Regions from separate parts of the Mus musculus genome. Here regions 1, 3 and 4 are each linked to region 2. A link is a contact called in public HiChIP or PLAC-seq, Micro-C and promoter capture Hi-C data. All regions are on one chromosome and are shown on one strand. Each heading gives the region's core, a stretch centred on a gene start, on an enhancer-like site or on the middle of the called end of the contact. The rest is flanking DNA. Distances are from core to core; before and after follow the strand shown. Region 1 holds the start of Tnf (tumor necrosis factor). Region 2 holds the start of Pou5f1 (POU domain, class 5, transcription factor 1). Region 3 overlaps A930015D03Rik (RIKEN cDNA A930015D03 gene). Region 4 holds the start of Tubb5 (tubulin, beta 5 class I).

Region 1 (3,054 bases), core at 212-2,711, 300 kb before region 2:
CCTCCACTTGGTGGTTTGCTGAGGGGGGGGGGGAGGATTGAGTCAGTGTCACCCTCTTAGTTCACACTCCACATCCTGAGCCTCAGCAGCTACCCACACTTCACTTCCGGTTCCTGCACCCTCTGTCTTTCCACATCCCATTGGCTATGAGGTCCCGGGTGGCCCCCTGATGCCTTGCTTTTGAGTCACTGCTCTGACTCTCACGTGCTGTCTCTAAGAGCTCTGTCTTTTCTCAGCCTGGCTCGACACCCCTCAACCCGCCCCCCAAAATCATGCCCCTTCATTCTCAAGGCACATGTAAAGAAATCTTACCTACGACGTGGGCTACAGGCTTGTCACTCGAATTTTGAGAAGATGATCCTGGAGGGGAAGAGACAAAGGCAAGGATGAGCCTTTTAGGCTTCCCAGCAAGCATCTATGCACTTAGACCCCTTTCCTCCCAAACCAAAGCTTTAAGTTCTCCCCCCACCCCATCTCATCCCATGCCTAACTGCCCTTCCTCCATCTTAAATTAAGAGAGAGGTGTGGGAACACTTACTGAGTGTGAGGGTCTGGGCCATAGAACTGATGAGAGGGAGGCCATTTGGGAACTTCTGTGTAGGAAAAGGAGGTTAGTTAAGACAGACTCACCCCAAAGGAGAAGCCTCCCGGCTGATTGCCCCGCTTACAGTTCCTCTTTGCCCCACCCCACCCCCCAGCTTTGTGTTTTTCTTCTTCATTCATTCATCTGTCCAACCCACGGCTTCTTTCTGCGGTGCCCTCTGTGCTTGATCTCCCGTTATCTCCCCTTCATCTTCCTCCTTATCTCTCATGCCTCTCTCATTTCTGTCTCTGAGTTTTATCTCTTGCTTATCCCCTCTTCCCCTGGCCACATCTTTCCAGATCTCTCCACGTGTGAACACACTTGTTCGTTCATTCATCTCTCTGTGCATCCGACGAAGGATGTTTAGTCAGCTGGACGCATGGGTCCGAGGTCCTGACTCTGTCCCCTCCACACTCTCCTCCACCTTGCCCTGCCCATTAGCCCACTTCTTTCCCTCACACTGTCCTTCTTGCCCTCCTAACCCGTTTTGCTTGTGAGCGAGAATAAGGGTTGCCCAGACACTCACCTCATCCCTTTGGGGACCGATCACCCCGAAGTTCAGTAGACAGAAGAGCGTGGTGGCCCCTGCCACAAGCAGGAATGAGAAGAGGCTGAGACATAGGCACCGCCTGGAGTTCTGGAAGCCCCCCATCTTTTGGGGGAGTGCCTCTTCTGCCAGTTCCACGTCGCGGATCATGCTTTCTGTGCTCATGGTGTCTTTTCTGGAGGGAGATGTGGCGCCTTGGGCCAGTGAGTGAAAGGGACAGAACCTGCCTGGTTGGCTGCTTGCTTTTCTGGGAGCTATTTCCAAGATGTTCTGGAGTTTCTGTTCTCCCTCCTGGCTAGTCCCTTGCTGTCCTCGCTGAGGGAGCTTCTGCTGGCTGGCTGTGCAGACGGCCGCCTTTATAGCCCTTGGGGAAGAGGGCGGGGAAAAGCTCTCATTCAACCCTCGGAAAACTTCCTTGGTGGAGAAAACCATGATCTCATGTGGAGGAAGCGGTAGTGGCCCTACACCTCTGTCTCGGTTTCTTCTCCATCGCGGGGGCAGAGGGTTTGGAAAGTTGGGGACACCCAGGCATCAAGGAATCTCCTCCCCGTCGTCCCCACCAGGATTCTGTGGCAATCTGGGGCCAATCAGGAGGGTGTGTGTGTGTGTGTGTGTGTGTGTGTGTGTGTGTGTGTGTTGTATAGGACCCTGAGAACTGAAACCCATTTCTTCTCTGTCCTCCAGAGCTAATCATTGTCTGTTTCTTTGTAGAAAGACCATGCCTGTGTCTATTTCCTTTTGATTTCTAAATGGGACATCCATGGGGGAGAACTTAGCATGGGGGGGTGCTTCTGAAAGCTGGGTGCATAAGGGGGGAGACATGATATTGAGGAGGGAAAGCCCCCTGTTTGAGTTCTTGGAGGAAGTGGCTGAAGGCAGAGCAGCTTGAGAGTTGGGAAGTGTGCATGGGCTTTGGGAGGGCTGGTGGGGGGGGTAATGGGATGAGTATGGGGCAGCCCCAGAGGGAATGAACTCAGCCCTGGGAATTCACGGACCTCACAAGCCTTCTCCTTTCACTCTGATCATGAGCTCAGGCTGCTGCTTTGGGTCCCTGCTCCCAAGTGAGTTTTCCACGGAGCCTCTGCCATATCTTGACTGCGGTACATCAACTCAGACATTTAGGTCCCACAGCCCTGCTTCCAGGATTTCTCCCAATCCGTATGACTCCCCGGTCTTCCAAGGATTCCCCTCCCCCACCCTCCCACTCCTAAACACTCTCCCACCCTCCAGTGGAGTCACTTCTCCCCAGAACCCTCATCTCTCTCCACCCTTGGATGGATCTCCCTAGCTCATCCTTTGGGTCTCCTCCGGCAGTTAAGCTGCCTCACTCCCGTGAATCCACCATGTCTCTGGGAGCTGCCTGCTCCTCATGTCTCTTTGCTCTGCCCGGATCCCATGGACCAACTGAGGCCTCTGTCCCCTGCTCCACTCCTTAAAGAGACCAGGAAGTTTCTCCCCCAACGCAAGACAGACACAAGCAGACAGAATCTCAGAGAAAAGAGGTTTATTGGGTTTCACAGATGGTGCAGGGGGTCCCTGTGGATGTCTAGCCAAGCAGTGGCTGGCTTTTAGAGCTTCGTGCTTTCTTCTAGAACCCCTTGGTCACCCACATCTAATTCTCTCGCCATCTCTCTCTTAGATGGGTCCTGTCTGAGGTGAGACACCTTTGTGTCTGGGACCTAGTTGTCATCTGACGGCTTTCTATTTTTCCCCTCTTTCTATTCTCTATAAATAAATAACTTAACTTTTCTCTCCATAAATAGTCAACCTTCCCCTGTTCCCAGCCACCTCTCCCATGTCTGTCCCTCCTTCATGTCCAGGTCTCTGTCCGACCTAGACCCACAAAAACCCTGCTCTGTGCAGGAACTTCTAGGTAGGCTTGAGTCGTCCCCTGAGCATCTGGAGTGGCCCTGGGGAAGATGTA
Region 2 (3,243 bases), core at 481-2,980:
ATGGCCCCTCAGCCACCCTGGGGGATGACTTGGACCCATGTGGTAGAAGGAGGGGACTTCCACACATGTGCTATGTGTAGCTGTGTGTAGGTACATACACACCCTTAAAATAAAACGCAATTTTTTTTTCAAAGTCTCAGGGTGAATTTGGTGAAGTCGATGAAGCTGAGGCAGGAGAATTATCAGGAGTTCAAGGGCAGCTTGTTTTATAGAGAAAGGTTCCATCTCTACCTGATGAAGACTACCATCAAGAGACACCCCCGCCCCCCAGGGCACCTAGAGCCACTGACCCTAGCCAACAGCTCAGGCGGGCTGGGCCCAGGCTCAGAACTCTGTCCTGGCTATGTACACTGTGGGGTGCTCTGGGCTTTTTGAGGCTGTGTGATTCACCCTGGGGCCTTCGTTCAGAGCATGGTGTAGGAGCAGACAGACAAACACCATCCCTTGCAGACAGGCACTCTGAGGGCTATTCTCTTGCAAAGATAACTAAGCACCAGGCCAGTAATGGGATCCTCAGACTGGGCCCAGAAAACCACTCTAGGGAAGTTCAGGGTAGGCTCTCTGCACCCCCTCCTCCTAATCCCGTCTCCTTAGTGTCTTTCCGCCAGCACAGGAATGGGGGAGGGGTGGGTGACGAGGATGAACACCGGAGTCCCTGGAGGAAGGGAAGCAGGGTATCTCCATCTGAGGCTCTGTCTTTGAGGAGAGGTGGAGAGCTGGGGAAGTCTTGTGTGAGGGGATTGGGGCTCAGGAGGGGGTTGGGGAGCAGGAAGTTGTCCCCAGGGGAGCCATCCTGGCCCATTCAAGGGTTGAGTACTTGTTTAGGGTTAGAGCTGCCCCCTCTGGGGACCAGGATTGTCCAGCCAAGGCCATTGTCCTGCCCCCTTCCCCCAGTCCCTCCCAGGCCCCTTTGAACCTGAAGTCAGATATTTCTTCTCTCTACCCACCTCCCACCCGTTGGGTTTCTCCACCCAGGAACTAGGCTGGAAGCCTGGGATGAGGAGGTGGGGGGAGGGAGAACTGAGAATCTTGAGGAAAGAGGCCCCGGCCTTAACTGTGAGGGGATGGAGCCTGGGTGCAGGTCTTATGGGGGTTGGGGGGTGGTTAGTGTCTAATCTACCAACCTGGACAACACAAGATGGAATACTGTGCTCTGAAAACGCAGAGCCAGCACTTCTCTGGGGTCTCTGGGGACATATCTGGTTGGGGCTCGGGGTCCCATGGTGTAGAGCCTCTAAACTCTGGAGGACTGGAGGTGCAATGGCTGTCTTGTCCTGGCCTTGGACATGGGCTGAAATACTGGGTTCACCCATATCTAGGACTCTAGACGGGTGGGTAAGCAAGAACTGAGGAGTGGCCCCAGAAATAATTGGCACACGAACATTCAATGGATGTTTTAGGCTCTCCAGAGGATGGCTGAGTGGGCTGTAAGGACAGGCCGAGAGGGTGCAGTGCCAACAGGCTTTGTGGTGCGATGGGGCATCCGAGCAACTGGTTTGTGAGGTGTCCGGTGACCCAAGGCAGGGGTGAGAGGACCTTGAAGGTTGAAAATGAAGGCCTCCTGGGGTCCCGTCCTAAGGGTTGTCCTGTCCAGACGTCCCCAACCTCCGTCTGGAAGACACAGGCAGATAGCGCTCGCCTCAGTTTCTCCCACCCCCACAGCTCTGCTCCTCCACCCACCCAGGGGGCGGGGCCAGAGGTCAAGGCTAGAGGGTGGGATTGGGGAGGGAGAGGTGAAACCGTCCCTAGGTGAGCCGTCTTTCCACCAGGCCCCCGGCTCGGGGTGCCCACCTTCCCCATGGCTGGACACCTGGCTTCAGACTTCGCCTTCTCACCCCCACCAGGTGGGGGTGATGGGTCAGCAGGGCTGGAGCCGGGCTGGGTGGATCCTCGAACCTGGCTAAGCTTCCAAGGGCCTCCAGGTGGGCCTGGAATCGGACCAGGCTCAGAGGTATTGGGGATCTCCCCATGTCCGCCCGCATACGAGTTCTGCGGAGGGATGGCATACTGTGGACCTCAGGTTGGACTGGGCCTAGTCCCCCAAGTTGGCGTGGAGACTTTGCAGCCTGAGGGCCAGGCAGGAGCACGAGTGGAAAGCAACTCAGAGGGAACCTCCTCTGAGCCCTGTGCCGACCGCCCCAATGCCGTGAAGTTGGAGAAGGTGGAACCAACTCCCGAGGAGGTAAGTGAAGGGACTTGGCTGGGCTGGCAGAGGCAGCAGTGAAGGGAATTGGGAACATGTAGGGTAGCCACCCTGCCTGCCAAAGGTGGTGATGGCTGCCGGGCCTCCTGAGAAGCACGACGCAGTGTGGACTAGAACCCAGAATTGCAAGAATCAGAAACCGGCCTGGATTGTTTCGGCCTGGCCCTTGTCATGTAGGTCACCTAGGCCTGGCCTGTGTCCCGACACTTGCTTCATGCCATCACTGTCTGTACACCAGTGATGCGTGAAAATCAGCCCCCCCCCAAAAAAAAAAACATATCAGCCCCTCTGGGGACTTGGATCACAGTCGGACCCAGGAACTTGGCCTTAAGGTTAGGCATGGCTGGGGGGGTAAAAAATGGTGCTTATCCTGGAGTTATTGTTACTGAAGAGGTTGGGTGTGACTGGCTGCTGATAGGAGCTCTTGTTTGGGCCATGTGTGGAGTAGGGCTCACCTTCAGTCAAGTTTACGGCCTGTCTACTTTAGCCTCAGACTCCATGAGTCACCTTTACACGAGCAGACCCTTGTAGTGCCTGAGGTGCAGATCTGATCGATTTCAGCCTTTCTACCTTTCCTTGTAAACAAGAAAGGGACACCCTTGGGTAGGGGAGTTTTATCTCCAGGCCATCTTAAGATCATTCTGTGAGTGCACGGGCCTTGCTTAGTGTCTGATGGCCTACAGCCAGCACTCTGGAGCAAGTGTAAGCAATTAGCCTTAAGAACAAGGTGCGAGTGGATACCGATGCCCGCCGGGAGTTCCGACAGCTTAGCGATTGTTGTAGCAGGAGTCCCCTCCCTAAGTGCCAGTTTCTGTGTTATCTCAGGTCCTGTATGCCGCCGGGAGTCCCCTAGGAAGGCATTAATAGTTTATCTCACATCTTAAATGGCCCTTAATGAAGCAAGAGATTTGAACCTTAGTTAAGCTAATCCCAAATCCTCAAAATAGGATTTAGAAAAGCCAAAGACACTGCTGAGGGCGATTACAAGTTTTGGTCTTTTGAGGAGCAGTTGGAGATGAAAGTCTGTCTGAAGCCGAGAG
Region 3 (3,137 bases), core at 184-2,683, 490 kb after region 2:
CAAGAGTGAAGCATGAATCTGGCCAGAATTCTAACGAGGAGCAACCATCTTTCACAATTGTAGCTTGATTACTTTGCATTCTTTCTTTGAATTCATCTTCACAAGGATTGACAAACATTTTTTCTCCTGTCTTAAATGGTTATGTCTGCCACAACAGTAAATACTCAAAACCTGTTGCTTGGTTATCCTGCCACACTTTGCTCTTCTCTATGCTAGCGGGAGACTTTGTCTATATTATCTCACCTTAAATCATGCTCAGTGATGTCACTTTGCAGGGGTTGGTTTTGATTTTTTTGTCTATTGTATAACCTTGACTATCCTGGAACTCACTCTGTAGACTAAGCCTCTTTCGAGCTCCAAAAAAACCGACCCCTCCGCCCCTCCCCCAGCCCCGTGCCAAGATCAAAGATGTGCCCCGCTGCCCAGCTCACTTTGCATTTTTTATATCACAGAGATTAGCAAATTTGAGGCCGGAGAGATCGCTCAGTCAGCAAAAGCGCTATCTGTACAAGCACGAGGCTCTGATTTCAAATCCCTTGCACCCGAGTGAAAATCAGCCTGGTGGCAGCTCGCAATCCTCTCACTAGGGAGGCAGAGGCGTGGTGATGGGGGTTGGTGGGTGGGGCTTCCAGGCCAGTCAGGTTTGTTGGGTTAGCCAGCTCCTGTGGGCTTGGGGTGCGGGCTGAATAAAAAGGGACCGGCTACTAGGAGCACTCCCCACTCTCTGCTTCTCGATTGTGGGTGCAGTGTGACCAGCAACCTTGCCTTCCCAGCCATGGTAAAGTGAGTGTATCTTTCAAAGGGTGAGCCAAAAAAAGATACTTCTTTAAGTGTTTTGTTTTTTCTTTTCTTTTTCTTTCTTTTCTTTTTTGAGGTATTTTGTTTCAGTACTGAGAAAAGTGATGGCTACTTTGTGACATGTAACTTACTCACTTAAGGTTTAGTTCCTCAATTTGGATGCTTGGTTCCCAGTTGGTGGAGTGTTGTGAAGGACTAGGGGTGTGGCCTTGTTGGAGGAGGTGTGTCCCTAGGGTGGCTTTTAAGATTTTGAAAGTCCTTGCCAGACCCAGTCTGCCTCTGTCTGTCTGTCTGTCTGTCTTTCCTCTGCCTGTGGATCATGATTTAAAGCTCTCAGCTACTTTTCTAGCGCCATGCCTGTCTGTTTGGCATGCTTCCTCTTGGGATGGTAATGGACTAACCCTCTGAAACGGAAAGCAAGCACCCAGTAAGTTTGTTTTCTTTCTTTCTTTTTCTTTCCTTCTTTCTTTCTTTCTTTCTTTCTTTCTTTTATAAGGAGAGGAGACAGAGGGAGAGGGCTAGAGGAAGGGAGACACTGGGAGAGACTAACTTAAGTTGTAGAGGAATCAGTCTGTGTTCAGTGGAAGAGGCTGGCAGGTGCAGTGGCAGTGGCAGTGGCAGTGTGGGCAGACACCAGGGCACTTATTGGTAGTGAGGGGAAGGGATAGCCCAGAACACTGTGTGTGAGAGGCAGCTGTTTCCTCTCCCTCTCCCCCCTCCTCTCTCTCTCTCTCTCTCTCTCTCTCTCTCTTTCTCTCGCTCTCTCGCTCTCGCTCTAATAGTTATATTCTCTAAAATGGTTACATTATTAAATTAACCTCATGCAAGGCCATCATCACCTGCCTCCTGCTGTACCTTAACTGCTTTGTTTGCTTAAATAAGAATTAGGGAAACAGATTATTTAATTACTGGGAAACTTGGGTTGATGAGAAGGCTCAGTGGGTAAAGGCACATGTCACCAAGCTTGATCACGTGAGTTCCAGCTCTTGGACTCACATTCTTGGGTAAGAACCCACCATACAGTTTGTTATCTGGCCTTACACGTGTACCTTGACAACCACGTGCCAAATTCCTAAGAGATGGAACAAAGTTCTAAATAATGCTAAACATCTTTTGTTGTACAAAATAAAACAATTATTGAAGTTAGCTTGACATTTTAGTACTTTAAATAATAAATATAATTTTTCAGATTAACCACCTTAGGGACGCTTCAATGGCAGTAAATATATCCATATCTTTGTGTGACCATCCGTACCATCTGTCTTCAGAACTTCTTCACCTTGTAAAACTGAAACTCTGTATCCATTAAACAGAAACTTTTCATTTCTCCCTTTGGTCGGCACCCGACAGTAGTCCCAGGTTGCAGATGTTTGCCACACACACAGTACCCGACCACTTCCTTTTGTTAGAATAACCTTAACTCCCCACGTGTTTCTTCTAAATTTAGCGTTCACCTCCTTCTCTCTTTGTGCACCATGTGGGTACAAAGCCTGTGGAGAAAAAAAAGCTTGAAGCCCTAGTAAGAGATACACTCTTGGGCTGGCGAGATGGCTCAGCGGGTAAGAGCACTGACTGCTCCTCCAAAGGTTCTGAGTTCAAATCCCAGCAACCACATGGTGGCTCACAGTGTACTTACATATAAGTAAATCTTAAAAAAAAAAAAAAGAGATACACTCTTTTGTTTGTTTTATGTATTTAGGTAAATCTTTGTTTAACATATATTTTTGTTTTATGAGTGTGTATATTTTTGTCTGTGCACCATGTATGTGCCTAGAGCCAGAGTTACAAAAGCTTGTAATCTGCCATGTGGGTACTGAGAACTGAACCCAGGTCCTCTGTAAGAATGCTCAACAATCATAGCTGCTGAGCCATCTCTCCAGCCCCTTATTTGGTTTTTTGAAACAGGGTCTCTCTTGATGTAGCCCTGATTATACTAGAACTTGCTATGTAAACCAGGTCAGCCTTGAACTCACAGAGATCCGCCTGCTTCTGTCTCCTGAGTGCTGGGATTAAAGGCGTGTATCACTGTTCCTGGCTGAATGTAGGTTTTAAGTTTCACCAAACCTTGTTGCCACCAACCTTGAGAAATATGAATTGGACCCCACAGCACACTAGCAAAGATAGGAGAGATGGCTCAGTGGTCAAGAACACCAGGCTGCTCCTGCAGAGGATCACACGGTGGCTCACAGCTGTCTGTCACATTTCCAGGGCATCCGAGACCCCCTTCCAACTTTCTAAGTTCGAGGCCAGCCTGGTCTACAAAGTGAGTTCCAGGATAGCCAGGGCTACACAGAGAAACCCTGTCTCGAAAAAACAAAACAAACAAACAAACAAAAGTT
Region 4 (2,879 bases), core at 85-2,584, 330 kb after region 2:
TGGAGCCCACCTATTTGGCTTTGCACCCAGGTTGGCTCCTGAAGCCAGGAACCGCCCTTCCAGGCCAGCACAAAAGAGTTGGGGGAGAAAGGTGCGGCCACTGCAGTCGCCCACCCCTTACGTGCTCCACGTGACTGCGGTGGCGGGCCGCTCCTCCAGCAAACCACAAAGGCGGGAGCAGCGCGGGCGGGGCCTAGCTCGAGGGGCGGGGCCAGTGCGCCCCCGCGGGTAGGGGCCGCATTGTCCCTGCGCGCCAGGGGCTCCAACCCCGCCCCCAAAGGGTCCCACCCTTCGGCTACAATTTAGCGGCCGCACTTCCTCCCTCCCCTCCCCCGCTACATTGTTAATTGCTAGCAAAAAAGGGGGAAAAATCTTTAAAAAGCCCCATTGCCTATCTTTATTCCCTTCCTTCCCTCTCCTTAGTCTCCCAGACAGTCTCACATATTTGAAAAGCTCACTTTCATACCGCTCACACCCTAAAGGGCAATGAAAAGTAAAAGTAGGCCCCTATACAGAGTCATTACCTAAAAAAAGCATTGGGATGGCGGGTTCGATGGAGTGTCCAAGCCTTTGTTGAGAGGTAATGCGCACCGGGCACCTCTGCAGCTGCCCGCCAAACCTCGCCCCTTCCCCCCTCCATTCTGTTCCAGTAGAGCCCTCCAGGCTGGGTGGGGGTGGCGCAAGGGGAAAACCTCGCCTCGGCTTTGTCTCGGATCGTTTCCGCATCCCTCCAGTCCTCGAACCGTTAGAAAACCCCTTTTAAGACCAGCTCTTCACAGTCCCTCAGCCTCTCCTTTTCCCTAAACTCGAAAGGCTCTTTTATTAGCTTTCCGAAAATGTGCCAAGAAAAACATTTCCTCATTTTTCAATATCAGAACGCTAGCTACAAATATGGGTTATATTTATACGTGAAAAACTTTGAGGGGCCAAATCTGACGGGTGGAGAATGCAAGAACTCCGTGAACAATGCTCACAATTAACACAGAATTCTCATCTTTACATATTTCAGCTAAAATTTTAAAGTCCTTACCTTAGCACCGATCTGGTTGCCACACTGTCCGGCCTGGATGTGCACGATTTCCCTCATGGCTACGGTTTACTGAAATAATTGTTTTTGATGGTTCCAATGTAGGTACCGAACAAGAAAGAAAATTAAGGTTTTTGGGGTTTTTTTCTTCTGGGCCGGTCTCAGACTGAAAGGATGGACCGGAGCCCGGGAGGCTGCAGCAGCGAGATGCAAGCACGACCGCAGGAAGGTTCTAAGAGGCAGAAGAGGCCGGCGAGCGCAGGAGGGAAGGCGCGCAGGGCGGGGCTCGCGTTCGCGCGGCCGGGGGCGGGAGATAGGCGGGCGCCCCGGGTCTTAGACAAAGCCTACCCAACCAGTCGCTGATTAGACCAACCGATCACGTGCCAGGCGGCCATTGGTTTCTGAGCCAGTGGCGAGCGCAGTCTTTTTTGGGAGTTGTAGTTCTCTATTGTTGTCCACGCTGCAAAAAGAAGTTAGGAATGGGTGGGTACTGTATGAGGAATTGGGGTTATCTTGTGTGTGTGTGATTTTATTTTTTCATGAAAAATGTCCTCACACGAGATTCCTATTTTCTATTCTGAGAGAGGATTTTGTACTAAAAGAGGTTTGGAGAAATGTAGTAATTAGGAGATCTGAGGTGCCAGAGTTGGAAGGTGTGTTGGACACGCCCTGCCAGCTGCCCACCGCAGTAGGTCTAGAAAAGCCAGACTGCATAGCTCAGCGGAAAATCCTGAGAACTATGTTGTCCTTCCCTGATACACAGTATCTAGTTCTTTGTGATCCCAAGACAGGAATTTCAGTAAGGCACAGCTCCCTCGCATCCCTCCAGAAGAAAGAATTACCCTTCTGTTTCCAAGGGAGTTGTCTCAAGGATTTTCAAAAGAGAAACAAAATTGCAAAGATCGTGGTGAAAACTGCATGGAGCTGATGTCCCAAAAGAATGAAGGTGTACTGGCTGGTTTTATGTGTCAACTTGACACAGACTGGAGTTATCACCGAGAAAGGAGCTTCAGTTGGGGAAATGCCTCCATGAGATCCAACTGTAAGGCATTTTCTCAATTAGTGATCAAGGGGGAAGGGCCCATTGTGGGTGGGGCCATCTCTGGGCTGGTAGTCTTGGTTCTATAAGAGAGCAAGCTGAGCAAACCAGTAAAGAACATCCCTCCATGGCCTCTGCATCAGCTCCTGCTTTCTGACCTGCTTGAGTTCCAGTCCTGACTTCATTCAGTGATGAATAGCAATGTGGAAGTGTGAGCTGAATAAACCCTTTCCTCCCCAACTTGCTTCTTGGTTGTGCAGGAATGGAAATCCTGCCTAAGACAGAAGGTGTATGTAAAATCTGCGTGGGATTTGGGCCTTTCAGACGACGCTGAAGACATTCTGGTCATCCTGTCAGGACAGGCTGTAGGGTGGACAGACTAAGAGAATGTCAGTCTTTAGACAGTGCCTCCCTCTCTCAGACACTTGCTTGAAGCAAGGGGATTTGTTTGTTTTTCCAGTTAAATGATTTTATTCATTAGGTGAGTCTGTGGCAATGTGCTGGAACTGAGCAGGAAGAAGGGAGTTGATTGAATGGGCTCAAGTTAGAGGCCTTAATGTTCTCTTTCCAGGGTTTCGAAAATTACTAAGTATCCTCAAAGCTTTAAAGGGATACAAAATGATTAATTAGAGCAAGAGTGGTTCACATGATTAGTCCCCGAATTCTGACTAGAAGGCAAGGGAAGTTCAAGGTCAACACCGGCTACCTAGAGGCTACCTAGACAGCTTGAGGTACAAGCTTTAGCTTCAGTCTCTAAATGAACAAATAGAAAGGAAAAATTAGATTGTGCCTGCCCAAACTCCCAAGAAATAC

Evidence for each region. Promoter capture Hi-C pulls out the DNA fragments that hold promoters and counts their contacts. Hi-C and Micro-C count contacts between places; a contact is called where the count stands out from the background. HiChIP or PLAC-seq counts read pairs in DNA pulled down with a chosen protein or histone mark.
Region 1: a contact with region 2 is called in a FOXA1 HiChIP or PLAC-seq map of pancreatic cancer cells. The contact joins the promoter of Tnf here to the promoter of Pou5f1 in region 2. A contact is called at or near these places in 2 of 115 datasets of contacts at active chromatin or transcription factors (memory CD8 T cells and pancreatic cancer cells).
Region 3: a contact with region 2 is called in a promoter capture Hi-C map of the HPC-7 cell line. The contact joins the enhancer-like site here to the promoter of Pou5f1 in region 2. A contact is called at or near these places in 1 of 39 promoter capture datasets (the HPC-7 cell line) and 2 of 115 datasets of contacts at active chromatin or transcription factors (memory CD8 T cells and pancreatic cancer cells).
Region 4: a contact with region 2 is called in a Micro-C map of embryonic stem cells, with 2.7 times the contacts expected there. The contact joins the promoter of Tubb5 here to the promoter of Pou5f1 in region 2. A contact is called at or near these places in 8 of 39 promoter capture datasets (the C10 cell line, the HPC-7 cell line, cranial neural crest and 4 more), 1 of 15 datasets of contacts at CTCF or cohesin (the NIH/3T3 cell line), 6 of 484 Hi-C or Micro-C datasets (the G1E-ER4 cell line, embryonic stem cells, erythroblasts and 1 more), 7 of 115 datasets of contacts at active chromatin or transcription factors (effector CD8 T cells, embryonic stem cells, memory CD8 T cells and 1 more) and 4 of 9 other capture datasets (adipose tissue, embryonic stem cells, liver and 1 more).

The regions. Positions count from the first base shown.
Region 1 is chr17:35,200,546-35,203,599 of GRCm38.p6, forward strand. It overlaps Tnf (tumor necrosis factor), which reads right to left and starts at 1,462. Exons shown (of 4, transcript NM_013693.3): 1 at 1,110-1,462; 2 at 539-593; 3 at 313-360; 4 at 1-18. The coding sequence starts at 1,295. It overlaps Lta (lymphotoxin A), which reads right to left. Exons shown (of 4, transcript NM_010735.2): 4 at 2,620-3,054.
Region 2 is chr17:35,504,302-35,507,544 of GRCm38.p6, forward strand. It overlaps Pou5f1 (POU domain, class 5, transcription factor 1), which reads left to right and starts at 1,731. Exons shown (of 5, transcript NM_013633.3): 1 at 1,731-2,182. The coding sequence starts at 1,799. It overlaps Gm32362 (a long non-coding RNA gene), which reads right to left and starts at 1,436. Exons shown (of 3, transcript XR_385564.3): 1 at 1,125-1,436. RefSeq lists promoters at 1-1,801, 1-1,750, 1,508-1,777 and enhancers at 1-513, 508-1,516, 598-840.
Region 3 is chr17:35,997,303-36,000,439 of GRCm38.p6, forward strand. All of the region lies in intron 1 of A930015D03Rik (RIKEN cDNA A930015D03 gene), which reads left to right. Among named protein-coding and RNA genes, the nearest start is that of A930015D03Rik, 4.4 kb to the left of the region's middle. Within about 2 kb of position 1,434, at least 132 of the 459 cell types and tissues checked have an H3K27ac peak or open chromatin away from gene starts, as enhancers often do. A contact at or near this core is called in the HPC-7 cell line, where this site is marked.
Region 4 is chr17:35,836,967-35,839,845 of GRCm38.p6, forward strand. Tubb5 (tubulin, beta 5 class I) reads right to left here and starts at 1,335. Exons shown (of 4, transcript NM_011655.5): 1 at 1,031-1,335. The coding sequence starts at 1,087.